Regions from separate parts of the Sus scrofa genome. Here region 1 is linked to region 2. A link is a contact called in public promoter capture Hi-C data. All regions are on one chromosome and are shown on one strand. The core of a region is the stretch at or near the end of the contact, and the rest is flanking DNA. Distances in the headings are between cores, read along the strand shown.

Region 1 (6,044 bases), core at 3,469-5,968, 79 kb after region 2:
CTTTGTCCTGGACTAATTGGAAGTGTTGAAAGGGAATTGGAAAGAGAATGGCTTTCTCTCTCTCCCCCTCCTTTTTTCTTTTTTTTTTTTTTTTTTTTTTTTTTTGGTCTTTTTGCTATTTCTTGGGCCGCTCCAGCGGCATATGGAGGTTCCCAGGCTAGGGGTCCAATTGGAGCTGTAGCCACCAGCCTACGCCAGAGCCACAGCAACGCGGGATCCGAGCCGCGTCTGCAACCTACTTCACAGCTCACGGCAACGCCGGATCGTTAACCCACTGAGCAAGGGCAGGGACCAAACCCGCAACCTCATGGTTCCTAGTCGGATTCGTTAACCACTGCACCACGACGGGAATTCCCCCCTCCTTTTTTCCCTCTTTCTCTTCCTCTCTTCTCCTCCCTCCCTCTCCTCTCTCCCCCTACCCCCCCTCCCGCTCCCCTCCCCCATTCCTCCTCCCCTCTCCCCCCACCCCTCCCCTCCCGCTCCCTCTCCCCCCACCCTCCCCTCCCGCTCCCCTCTTCCCCCACCCCTCCCCTCCCGCTCCCCTCTCCCCCCACCCCTCCCCTCCCTCTCCCCTCTCCTCCCTCCACCCCTCCCCCGACACTCTCGGTCTCTCTGTCTAAAATAAACCGAGGTGGTCCCTGGTCTGGGCGTCCTAGGACGTGTCTGAACACCCCGCGGAGGAAGAAGACAGCACCAGCCACTGCTGGCACGGGGCTGCAGCCCCTGGCTACACACACCTCCGAAAGACAGCGGCGACTTCGGACACCTCTCTCCCGCCCCAGCCTGACTCCCCAGGTGAGTCCCTCTCTCACCCCCGACGGACTTCACAAGCCTGTCTCACAGTTCATCCCGGGCCTGCAGTTGGCCGTTTCCCGCTCTTTCAGCCTCCTTGAAGGCCAGATGCGGTCCTGCGCATCCTCCTCCCCTGAGCGCCGCCGCCGCCTCGGCCCTGCGGAGGTGTACAGGTGCGATAGCATCGAAGGCTGTGAATAAGTAAATAAGCAGCCAGAAGTGGCCCGTTTCCCCACATGATACCCAGGGAAGGGTCCAGTTCCCCCTCCCCATGCTCTGGGGAGTGTCCTGGCGGTGCACCAGATCATTTATTATTCAGTGCTTTTATTGTCCCTGTCCCAAGGTAGGTACTATTCCAAGCAAGTTCAGCCCCACCCTTCATCTGTGCCGTAGAAAAGGCCGAGGCGGCACATTAGGGGAGTCGGAGGGAGACAACTAAGCGTTCAGACCATTTTCCCTCCTTAGGTTGGCTGTGTGACCTTGGGCAAGTGTCAGAACCTCTCTGAGCTCCAGTTGTGTACAAAGTCCCATTGCCTGGGCTCCAATCTTAGTTCCATCACTCACTAGCCAGGAGAACTTGTGCAAGCGATTTGGCTCCTCTGAGCCTCAAGCTTTTCATCTATAAAATGGGGACAGGAGCAGAAGGGCTGTGGGATGACTGAATGAGATGAGATGTGTGTAAACACAGTTACTATGTGGCACATTGTAAATAGTCATTGCGATCGTCATTCAAGGTTCTTGTTCTCTTTTTTTAATGACTCATGTTCTGTGCCAGGTGCTCTACCTATATTTTCTCTGAGCATCACAATAAGCCTTGGCAGTCTCTTAGCCCCACTTTCCAGATAAAGAAGACTGAGTCCCAGGGAGGTCAACTGACTTGCTCAAGGTCACACTGACACATGGTGGCAGAACTAGAATTCAAGCCTAGATCATAATTCTTTTTTCTTTCTTTCTTTTTTTTTGGCTATGCCCGCAGCATGTGGAAGTTCCCAGGCCAGGGATCAAACCCCACGCCACAGTTGCAACCCGCACCACACCTGTGGCACCACTGGATCCTTAACCTTCTGTGCCACACAGGAACTTCCCATAGTTCTCTTCTTTTTTTTTTTTTCTTTTTTTTTTTTTTTTTTTTTTTTTTTTGGCCACAGCGTGCAGCAGCTTCACATTTGAGCCCAGTTCCCAGATCAGGGATTGAACTGGGGCTGCAGTGATGAAAGCCCTGAATCCTAACCCCTGGACCACCAGGGAACTCTCCATAATTCGTTTCTCTCTGTAAAGTGGAAGTGATGGTTTCTGCCTACTGTTAGGAGAAAATAAGGGAAAGTCTGTGACGAGGGCGCCACTGACCCTCTAGTTCAGCAGAGTTCAGCTTCTTATTCCCCCAGAGGTAACTACCTAAGCATCAGCCTTTCATTTTCATAATAAGGAGGCTAGTGAACCCCATCTTGGTCTCTGGGAGGCCATATTACCTGGAAGCATTAGATCAAAATCAAAACTGCCAGATTCCTTTCCCACGTCCAAGCCCAGGTCCTCAGAGGCTCCTTTCATCTTCTGGGCTTTCTCTGCATCTCAGGTCTCCCACTTACCCCATGATTTTTGGAAAGCTATAGTCTTTTACTCTCTCTCCCAGGGGCGGTGTGAAACCATGAGTGATAATATCTCCATCGCCAGCTTTGAACTTCAGGTAGGAGACCTTATGGCAGTTGGACTATCTGAGAGGTCAGTTTCTCCCTGCTTCCAACAGGGGGTGTGATGTGGGTGGAAGCGGGGCCCTGGCCAAGTGGGGTGCGTTCATCACCTCCTTTCTTGCCTTGCAACAAACAGACCTGGTGCCCTGTGCTGCCTCCTGCATAATGCATGTGCTCGTGGTAGGAACAGAACCCCGTCCGTGGTGAGTCTGGCCACTGTGGGCCATGGACGTGTCCAGAGGCCTTGCCAAGGCTGATGTCTCTAGGATGTTGGCAGGAAATGAGGAGACAGAGGGAGTATGTGTCACCTGAAAATTTTCCTGGGGCTGAGGTGGGAACAGGTTGCATCTTGAGCCTCAGGATTCTGCAAAGAAAATAGGGGAAGACATGAGTTCCCATGGCTCAGCGGTAAGGAACCAAAATAATACCCACGAGGACGTGGGTTTGATCCTTGGCCCTGATCAGTGGGTTAAGGATCCGGCATTGCTGTGAGATGTGGTGTAGGCTGCAGACTTAGCTTGAATCCTGCATTGCTGGCTGTGGGGTAGGTCAGCAGCTGCAGCTCTGATCTGCAGACCCTAAAAAAGAAAAAAAGAAAAAAAAAAGTGGGCAGTCAGAGTGCCTCACAAGCCCAGGGAAGGCATCACCTCATTGGTTGGATTCCACTCATTCATAGAATCAGTAAGTACTCAAGGCCAAGCTAACTGCTAGGGCTTAAGATATGAAGATGAGGAGTTCCCATTGTGGCTCAGTGGTTAACGAAGCCAACTAGGAACCATGAGGTTGTGGGTTCGATCCCTGGCCTCACTCAGTGGGTTAAGGATCTGGCGTTGCCTCGAGCTGTGGTGTAGGTCGCAGACTCAGCTCAGATCCCACATTGCTGTGGCTCTGGCGTAGGCCAGCGGCTACAGCTCTAATTGGACCCCTAGCCTGGGAACCTCCATATGCCCCGGGTGCAGCCCTAGAAAAAAAAGACATGAAGATGAATCAGGGGAGTTCCTGTTGTGGCTCAGTAGGTTAAGGACCCAATGTTGTCTCTGTGAGGATGTGTGTGCATTTGATCTCCGGCCTTGCTCATTGGGTTAAGGATCCAGTGTTGCTGTGGCTGTGTTGTAGGCTGGCAGCTGCAGCTCTGATTCAACCTGTGGCTTGTGAACTTCCATATGCCACAGGTGCAACCATAAAAAGAAAAGAAAAAAAAAAAAGGTGAATCAGGGAGTTCCGGTCGTAGATTAGTGGGTTAAGAATCTGGGAGTTCCCGTCGTGGCGCAGTGGTTAATGAATCTCACTAGGAACCATGAGGTTGCGGGTTCGATCCCTGGTCTCGCTCAGTGGGTTACGGATCCGGCATTGCCGTGAGCTGTGGTGTAGGTCGCAGACGTGGCTCAGATCCTGCGTTGCTGTGGCTGTGGTTGTGGCTGGCAGCTGCAACTCTGATTCGACCCCTAGGCTGGGAACCTCCATATGCCGCGGGTGCGGCCCTAGAAGACAAAAAGACAAAAAGAAAAAACACAAAATCCGATGTGGGTGGAGCAAACCACTTTGATGGTGATGTGAGGGTTGAAGAGACCAGATGATGAATCTTAAGTTTGGGCACTGGACTTCACGCTTTGGCTCAGTGGGTTAAAAATCCCACTGCAGCAGCTCGTGTAGCTTCGGAGGTGCAGTTTCGATCCTCTGTGGTAGGTCGCAGCTATAGCTGGGATTCAATCCCTGGCCTGGGGAATTTACATATTCCCCCGAGTGCTGCCATAAAATAAAAAATAAAAAAACGCTGTTAATAAAAGTGAGTGCGATGAGGTTGAAACAATATTGAGGATAGTTCTATACAATTAAGAAGTAGCTTTGACTTTTACAGTATCCGTGGGAGGATACTGTTTCTCCTCGGTTTACACTGGAATAACACGGATTCTTCGAGGCATAGTGACTTAGCCGAAGTCACATAGCCAGTTGATGGTATAGCCCGGGGGTTCAATCTTCCCTTTGTAGCACACAGCGCACAATGAGGATCCGACTTAGGCGGGTATCTGCGGGAACTCCCCATTTCTATTCTGTAACTGCGGGAAAGCTCAGGGGACCCCAACTAAAAAGAAGAGCTGGTGACCAAAGAAGATCGCGAAGGGGAAGCGCGGGGTGGAGAAGGAGTTTTGGGTCTGAGCGGCCGCCGTAGGAGCGGCGCTCTGATCTCCATAGCAACCGCGAGAAGCAGCGGGAGGCTTCTGGGCGGTGCAGCGGCCTCGGCGGATTGGATCAAGCAAAGCGCGGAATCCGTGAACTGCCCGCCGCCCCGAGGGCGCAGGTAAAGCCGTTAGGTCGATGGAGGGAGCCCGGGGTTGGGGGAAAACAGGGGTGTGGTCTGGGTCGGGCAGGGCTTTCGAAGGTGGTGCCGCTCCGAATCCCCCGACCCGATCCCCACTGTGCCGACCAGGGACCATGGTTGGGCCTCAGTTTCCCCAAACCGGAACTGGGAGGTGGAGAAGGGGCACCCCAGCCTAGTGGCCCCTCTCAGTCTCTGAGCCCAGGACTTTCTCTCCTCTGCAGCTCCTGGACCGAGCGGCGCTATCCTGCCCCATGGACGTGAGTCCTAGGCCCCTTAGCCCTGTCTGGAGCGGCTCCCTCAGAGGCGTCAACTCACCCTGACTTTTCCTACCTTGGAGCTTGCACTGGAGAGGGATTTTTTTTACCCGACATAGATACTCCCAGTTGAGGACCAGAGCTGTGAGAGTGTGCAGGGTCGGCCTTCCCAGGAAAAGGCGCATGCCACTCTGGCAAGATGAGGAGCTGGCCAAGCAATCCAGAGGAAAGGGCATCCCAGGCAGAGGGAACAGCCTGGTCAGAGAGACGTGGGCCTGAGAGAGAGGATATAGGGCCTTTAAGGGAACTGCTAGGACTTCAGTATGGCTGGAGTGCCATGGGGACAGAAGGAGAGATAGGCAGCATTTGATTGGGGCTTTTGTCGCTGAGATAAGTTGAGACTGAGTCAGTGGGAGCCATTGATGGATTGTAAGGGGGTGTGGGGAGGAGATACACAAGACAGCTGGTGTGGAAAGGGGCACAGTTGCAGGTTGCAAGGCAGTTAGGGGCCAGTTCTGTGGGTTGAGGGATGGGAAAGTAGTGCAAAGGAAGCAGACCCGATAGATCTGTTTGGGGAGGCAGCCTGAAAGGAAGAGCAATAAGTCCCATTGACTTCCTGTCACCCGGTGGCTCTTCCTCCACTTTTCCCAGCCACGTCCAGCGTCGTCCTGGTATTTGTGTGTCCTTGCAGCCCCTCCGCACCTCCTTGTCACCCCTTCCTCCTGTGCTGTCCAGGCCTCCTCTAGCCCGTGGAATCCAACCCCGGCTCCTGTCAGCAGCCCCTCCCTGCTGCTCCCCATCCCCGCCGTCGTCATCATTGCTGTGGGCATCTATTTGTTGCTGCTGGGCCTGGTGCTGCTGACTAGGCACTGCCTGCTGGTGAGGGGCCTGGTGGGGGCCGAAGGGTGGGCCCTGAGGAAGAGGAAGCTGGTCATTTTGGCCCCCAACTGCAGGCCCTTACCATGAGACCCCTTTCCCCTTTAATCCCCG
Region 2 (6,058 bases), core at 2,856-5,355:
CACCTCCACAGCAACTCAGGCCCCTGGGCTTAACCACTGTGCCACAATGGGAACTCCTAATTTTTTTTTAATGTTTATTGGAATGTAGTTGACTTACAATGTGTTAGTTTCAGGTGTACAGGAAAATGAATCAATTACTCGTGTACATATATCCATTCTTTTTCAGATTCTTTTCCCATATAGGTTATTACGGAATACTGAGTAGCTTTCTTTGTACTAGTCAGTAGGTCCTTGTTATCTATTTCATATGTAGTATTGTGTATGTTAATCCCAACCACCTAAGACATATCTCCCCCCCCTTCAATTTTCCCCTTGGTAACCAGAGTTTCAATATCTTTGAGTCTGTTTCTGTTTTGTAAATAAGTTCTTTTGTATAATTTTAATTAGATTCCTCATATAAGTGATGCCCTATGATATCTGTCTTTCTCTGACTTACTTTGCTTAGAATGATAATCTCTAGGTCCATCCATGTTGCTGCAATTGGCATCATTTCATTCTTTCTGTGTGCGTGTGCGTGTGCGTGTGTGTGTGTCTTTTTAGGGATGCACCTGTGGCATATGGAGGTTTCCAGGCTAGGGGTTGAATCGGAGTTGTAGCCGCTGGCCTACGCCACAGCCACTCCAGATCTGAGCTGCGTCTGCAACCTATACTATAGCTCACTCACGGCAACGCTGGATCCTTGACCCACCGAGAGAGGCCAGGGATTGAACCCATAACCTCATGGTTCCTAGTTGGACTTGTTTCTGCTGCGCCACAATGGGAACTGATATTTCATTCTTTTTTATGGCTGAGTAATATTCCATTACATATATGTACCACATCTTCTTTATATATGGATATTAATTTTGTACATGGACCATAGCAGACATAAAAAAAAATCAGTGACCACATAAACTTTCTTTTACATTTTAACGTAAATTTCATAAACATTCAAACATGCACAGATATGCTTCCAGCCATAAAAGGAGACTGAAAATGGGTGAGTTCTCAGAGAAACTGGCCTGTATGAAGCTGCTTTGGGGAAATTAATCAACAAATATTTCCTGAATGAATATTATGTGCTGAAACTATGACAAGACCTGGGGCTTGTGAGAACACAGTACTCCAGGAGCTGAGGTTCAGGTAGGGAGACTAGATCAAGACTAGGAAAGTTCACCTCGTTGGCCAGACTAGAATGTGTCTGGATGTGACTGAGAGTAAATGGGCAGAGACCTTTGTAGGTTTTCAGGAGAGATTTTTCGGCAAGACTGATAAGGGAGGATTTAGTGGGAAAGGACTGGATTTAGTGTTGGGACTCTTGGGCTCTAGGTCTGGCTGAGGTTTAACTAACTGGGAAACTTGGGGCAAGGCCCTTAATTTCTCCAGATATCAGTTGAGCATCTGGAAAATAAAGGAGGGTGGTGGTATTGCTGAACTTAATCGGTTATCAAATTCCTTCCAATTCCTAGATTCTTTTTTTTTTAATCTTTAAAAATTTTTTTTATTGGAGTATAGTTGATTTACAGTGCTCTGTTAGTTTCTGGTGTATAGCAAAGTGAATCAATCATAAATAAACATATGCCTATTCTTTTTTTCCAAAGAGGTTATTACAGAACAATTCCTAGATTCTAAAATTCTATCAGCCACACTTATTTATCCTTTGAGAAAATACTTCCTGCACTTGGAATTGCATCTTAGTCAATCAATGGCATTTATAAAACATCCACTGTGCCCTAGGAGAGTGTGCTATAAATTCTGCCATGCCCATCCCCAAGTTTTTTAAGCGTTAATTTTAGTTGTGGGAAAATACACATAAAACTTACCATCTTAATCATTTTGAAGTGTATGGTTCAGTACTGTTAAGTACATTCACCTTGATGTGCAGCCATCACCACCATTCACCTCTAGAACCTTTTTCATCTTGCCAAACTCAAACTTTCAACCCATTAAATGATAACTCCCTATTTTCATCTCCCCTCCTCCCTGGCAACCACCATTCTACTTTGTCTTTATGAATTTGACTACTTTATGTACCTCATATAAGTGGAATCATACAATATTTGTCTTTTTGTGACTGGCTTATTTCATCTAGCATAATATCCTCAAGGTTCATCCATGTAGCATGTCATATAGCCTTCCTTTTTAAAGGCCAAATAATATTCCATTCTATGTCTATACCATATTTTATCTAATCATCTATTGATGGACATTTGGTTTACTTCCACCTTTTATTTCTTTTGAATAATGCTACTATGAACATGGTATATAAATATCTCTTGGAGACTCAACTTTCAATTTTGGGTAGATATATATATATATATATATATATATCTACCCAAAAGTGGAATTGTTTGATAATATAGCAATTCTATTTAACATTTTTTTCAAAGATACACTGGTCTGTTTTCCATAGCAACTATACTATTTTACATTCCCACACACAATGCACAAGAGTTCCACTATCTCCATAGCCTTGTCAACATTCATTATTTTCCTTTTTTTTTGGATAGTGGTCATCCTAATAGGTATGAAGTGATTTTTTTTTTTTTTTTTTTTTTTTTGCTTTTTAGGGCACAGCCATGCCATATGGAAGCTCCCAGGCTAGGGGTCCAATTGCAGCTATAGCCACTGGCCCATGCCACAGCCATAACAACCAATGCATGATCCAAGCCAAGTCTGTGACCTACACCACAGCTCAGTTAAGGGATCCTTAACCCACTGGGCAAGGCCAGGGATCAAACCTGCGTCCTCATGGTTGCTAGTCATTCGTCAACCGCTGAGCCACAACGGGAACTCCTGCCCATTTTTTTAATCAGGTTGGTTTTGTCATTGTTATTGTTGAGCTGTAGTTCCTTATATATTCTAGATATTAACTCCTTAGCAGATTATTTGCAAATACTTCCTCCCATTCCAGGAGTTGCCTTTTCACTCTATTGATTGCCTTCTATGGTACACAGAAGTTTTAAACTTTGATGCAGTGTATCTATTTTTTCTTTTGTTGTGTATGATTTTGATATCATATTCAATAAATTGTTGCCAAGTCCAATATCATGAAGCGTTTCCCCTATGTTTTCTTCTAACAGTTGTATAGTTTCAGCTCTTACATTTAGTTCTTCCATGCATTTTGAATTAACTTTTGCATAGGTTGTAAAGTAAGTTCATCCATTTGCATGTGGATTTCCCGTCTTTTTAACACAATTTGTTGGAAAGACAAGCTTTTCCCCACTAAATGGTCTTGGCACCCTTGTTGAGTATCTTTTGACCATATATGAGCGGTTTCTGAGCTATAAACTTTTGGGTAGGGTGGTACAGAAAAGACATGGTCTCTGTCTCAAGGAAGCCTCAGTAGAGTTGAATACTCAGGTTCCGTTTCAAACAGCATTTGTCCAGCGCTGGTTGTGTGCTCAGTAGGTCCACGTTTTCCCCCTTTAACCTCTTAATCTTCCCATCCAAACAGGTCGGATGATCCCCTTTAACAAAGGAGTAAACTCAGTCTCCAGAAAAGCACGGTTATGGCTTGTACAGGGGCAGGGATGGAGTCACGATTTGAACCCAAAGTTCTTGGCTCTAAATACCCTGCTATTTCAGGTTAATTTGGACCTCGTGTTAGAAAAATGCGGGCATAAGTGAAATGAGATGGTCTCTATTGAGCAACCCTGCAGCTCGAGGGTCCTATGTACTAAGGAGTCGCTAAAAGCCGGGGACCAAGCATGAAGTGTAGACGTTAAATCCCACTAAGCTGCAGAAAAGAGCGGAGCCCAAACCCCAAAGCCGCCCGGAAGGCCAGAATCTTTGCTGTGGAGCCCCGCCCCACCCCGGGCGGACCCCAAGTCTTCACCCGGAACCTGGGCGCGGCCGGGCTGTGCTATTGGCGCGGGTGGGAGACAAGCAAAAGCAAAATGCTTGCGACGAGATTCACGTTGAAATGCCCCCCACTATCTCTCCGGATGGAGCGTGTACAGTTTTACAACGTCTTCAGGATTAGCTTCCTGGCCTCTCTCCCTTTTATTCAACTCCCGCGGTGTTACTTCTTCCCCTTTGCCCCTGCAATGGATGTCCTCTTGGTACGCCCCCACCCTGACTAGGAAAGACAAGGTGGCCGCCCTCCTGGGCACTGCGCATGCGAATCCCCGCCGAGGGGTGGGGTGGGGGGGGTGGGAACGCGGACCCCGCCCCTTCGCGACTCCACGAGTGACGTCGTGGGGGGCGCCGGCCTCCGCCCGGCTGCGAGCGGTGAGAGCGAGCGGCGGGTGCACCCGACGCTGCTAGACCGGGAAGGGATGCGGGTTTTGAGTTTCTTCTGCAGGAGGGGCTTTGCGGGGGAGGGGAGGCCTAGGGGCACTAGCAGCCGCAGACCCTCGGGCTCTTTCCTCCGCCTTCCTGCCTTTACCCCCTTTCCAGAAGGGCCGGGACGGGAGGAAGGGCCGCGGTTGAGCATTTCCCTGGAGCCCTCCTTTCCCCCCATCCCATATGTTTAGCTCGCCTTCCAGATGTTCCTTTTCATCAGGCTGTCGCTTCTCGCCTGGGAAAGAGCACTCCACTTGGAAGCAGGAGACGGGTTTCAGACCTTGGCCCTACCACTCCCGTATTAAAAAGTCCTCAAGCCCCAGTTTTCCCTACGGTATTTTTGCCTTGCCTCACCTGATTTTGAAGATCAATATGACCCAGAGAAATAGAAAGGAAATGGACATTTGTTCAGTTCCTGCAAGGGCAAGTACTATGCAAACTGTTTTATCCGTTCCGTTTAGTCCTCTACTTGGTGTTCTTAGAATTCCCATTTCACAGATTCTGAAGCTCACAAAGCCAGTGAGTGGCAGAGAAGGATTCAAATTGAGCAGTTTAGCTCCAACGTGGAGTTTTCATCAGGCACTTCCCTTCCCTGGGCTGTTGGTTGGAACTGTTCTTCAGCCAGACCCTGGGCCCCTGGAACGGCTGCTTCCTGAATTTCTCCCCTTGGGAATTCTCCTTTTCAAGTTCCTTTTTCCAGTACAGCATACTCTGCTCTGCTTCCGCCTTGATTACTTGAGAAATGAAATGCAGCAAGCATTCATTGAGCGGTGCATGGAAACGAACACTTGGAGTCCAGAGCCGTGGATTCTTGTCCTGGCTTTGCCACTAACTGGCTGGGTAGCCTTGAGCAAGTCCCTTGTCTTCTTGGGGCTTTAGCTTCCCTTTGAATAAAATGGGTAAGTGCCTTCTTACTGGCAGGCTCTTGACCAGGTCTTCCTTCCTGTCCTCAAGCAGGCTCTCCCTGGAGGCCCAGACCCCTCTGCTCCCCATGGGCAGCTGCCAGGCAGTGCACAACCTGCATCTCTGCCTGGCCCACCACCCACCTCTGGTCTGTGCCACTTTGATCCTGCTGCTTCTTGGCCTTTCTGGCCTGGGCCTTGGTGGCTTCCTCCTCACCCATAGGACTGGCCTGCGCAGCCCTGACATCCCCCAGGTGAGTACTTACCCTCATGCTCATTCTTCCTTTGTAGGACAGCTTTTGTTGCTAATCTCCTCTCCCCTCTCCCCTGCCTTCCTTTTGCATACAGGACTGGGTCTCCTTCTTGAGATTGTTTGGCCAGTTGACCTTGTGCCCTGTGAATGGGACAGTTACAGGAAGTCGCATGAGTCTCACGTCGTGGGCTTACTGACCACCTTGAATTTCGGAGATGATCCAGACGGGAACAAGACCCAGACATTCCAAGCCCAGGTCCCCAGGAGTCAGATGGGATTGAAAGGTGAGACCAAGGAGGACTGTGGGATTGGGCATCAGAACACTCAGGTTTGGAGCTCCTGTTGCTCATTGGGTTAAGACCCTGACGTAGCGTCTGTGAGGATATGGGTTCAATCCCTGGCCTTGATCGGTGGGTTAAGGACCCAGCATTGCCGCTACTATGGTTCTGGTTACAGCTGTGGTGTAGATTTGATCCCTGGCCTGGAAACTTCCATGTGCCACGGATGCAGCTTTAAAAAAAAAAAAAAAAAAAAAAAAGGAAAGAAAAAGATACAGATGTGAACAGAAGTAGATACCTTTAAGGAGTTCCCGTCGTGGCGCAGTGGTTAATGAATCCGACTAGGAACCACAAGGTTG

Evidence for each region. Promoter capture Hi-C pulls out the DNA fragments that hold promoters and counts their contacts.
Region 1: a promoter capture Hi-C map of fetal skeletal muscle shows a contact between it and region 2, with 2.3 times the contacts expected there. The contact joins the promoter of ALDOA here to the promoter of TMEM219 in region 2. A contact is called at or near these places in 1 of 5 promoter capture datasets (fetal skeletal muscle), 1 of 47 Hi-C or Micro-C datasets (embryonic fibroblasts) and 1 of 2 datasets of contacts at active chromatin or transcription factors (alveolar macrophages).

The regions. Positions count from the first base shown.
Region 1 is chr3:18,241,318-18,247,361 of Sscrofa11.1, forward strand. It overlaps ALDOA (fructose-bisphosphate aldolase A), which reads left to right and starts at 4,719. Exons shown (of 15, transcript XM_021087997.1): 1 at 4,719-4,779; 2 at 5,022-5,057; 3 at 5,790-5,933. LOC110260082 reads right to left here and starts at 5,213. Exons shown (of 4, transcript XM_021088012.1): 1 at 5,131-5,213. The coding sequence starts at 5,171. It overlaps LOC110260083 (a long non-coding RNA gene), which reads left to right. Exons shown (of 8, transcript XR_002342905.1): 6 at 657-795; 7 at 2,423-2,476; 8 at 2,617-3,066.
Region 2 is chr3:18,162,666-18,168,723 of Sscrofa11.1, forward strand. It overlaps TMEM219 (insulin-like growth factor-binding protein 3 receptor), which reads left to right and starts at 4,106. Exons shown (of 7, transcript XM_021088010.1): 1 at 4,106-4,212; 2 at 5,224-5,422; 3 at 5,517-5,586; 4 at 5,589-5,705. The coding sequence starts at 5,258.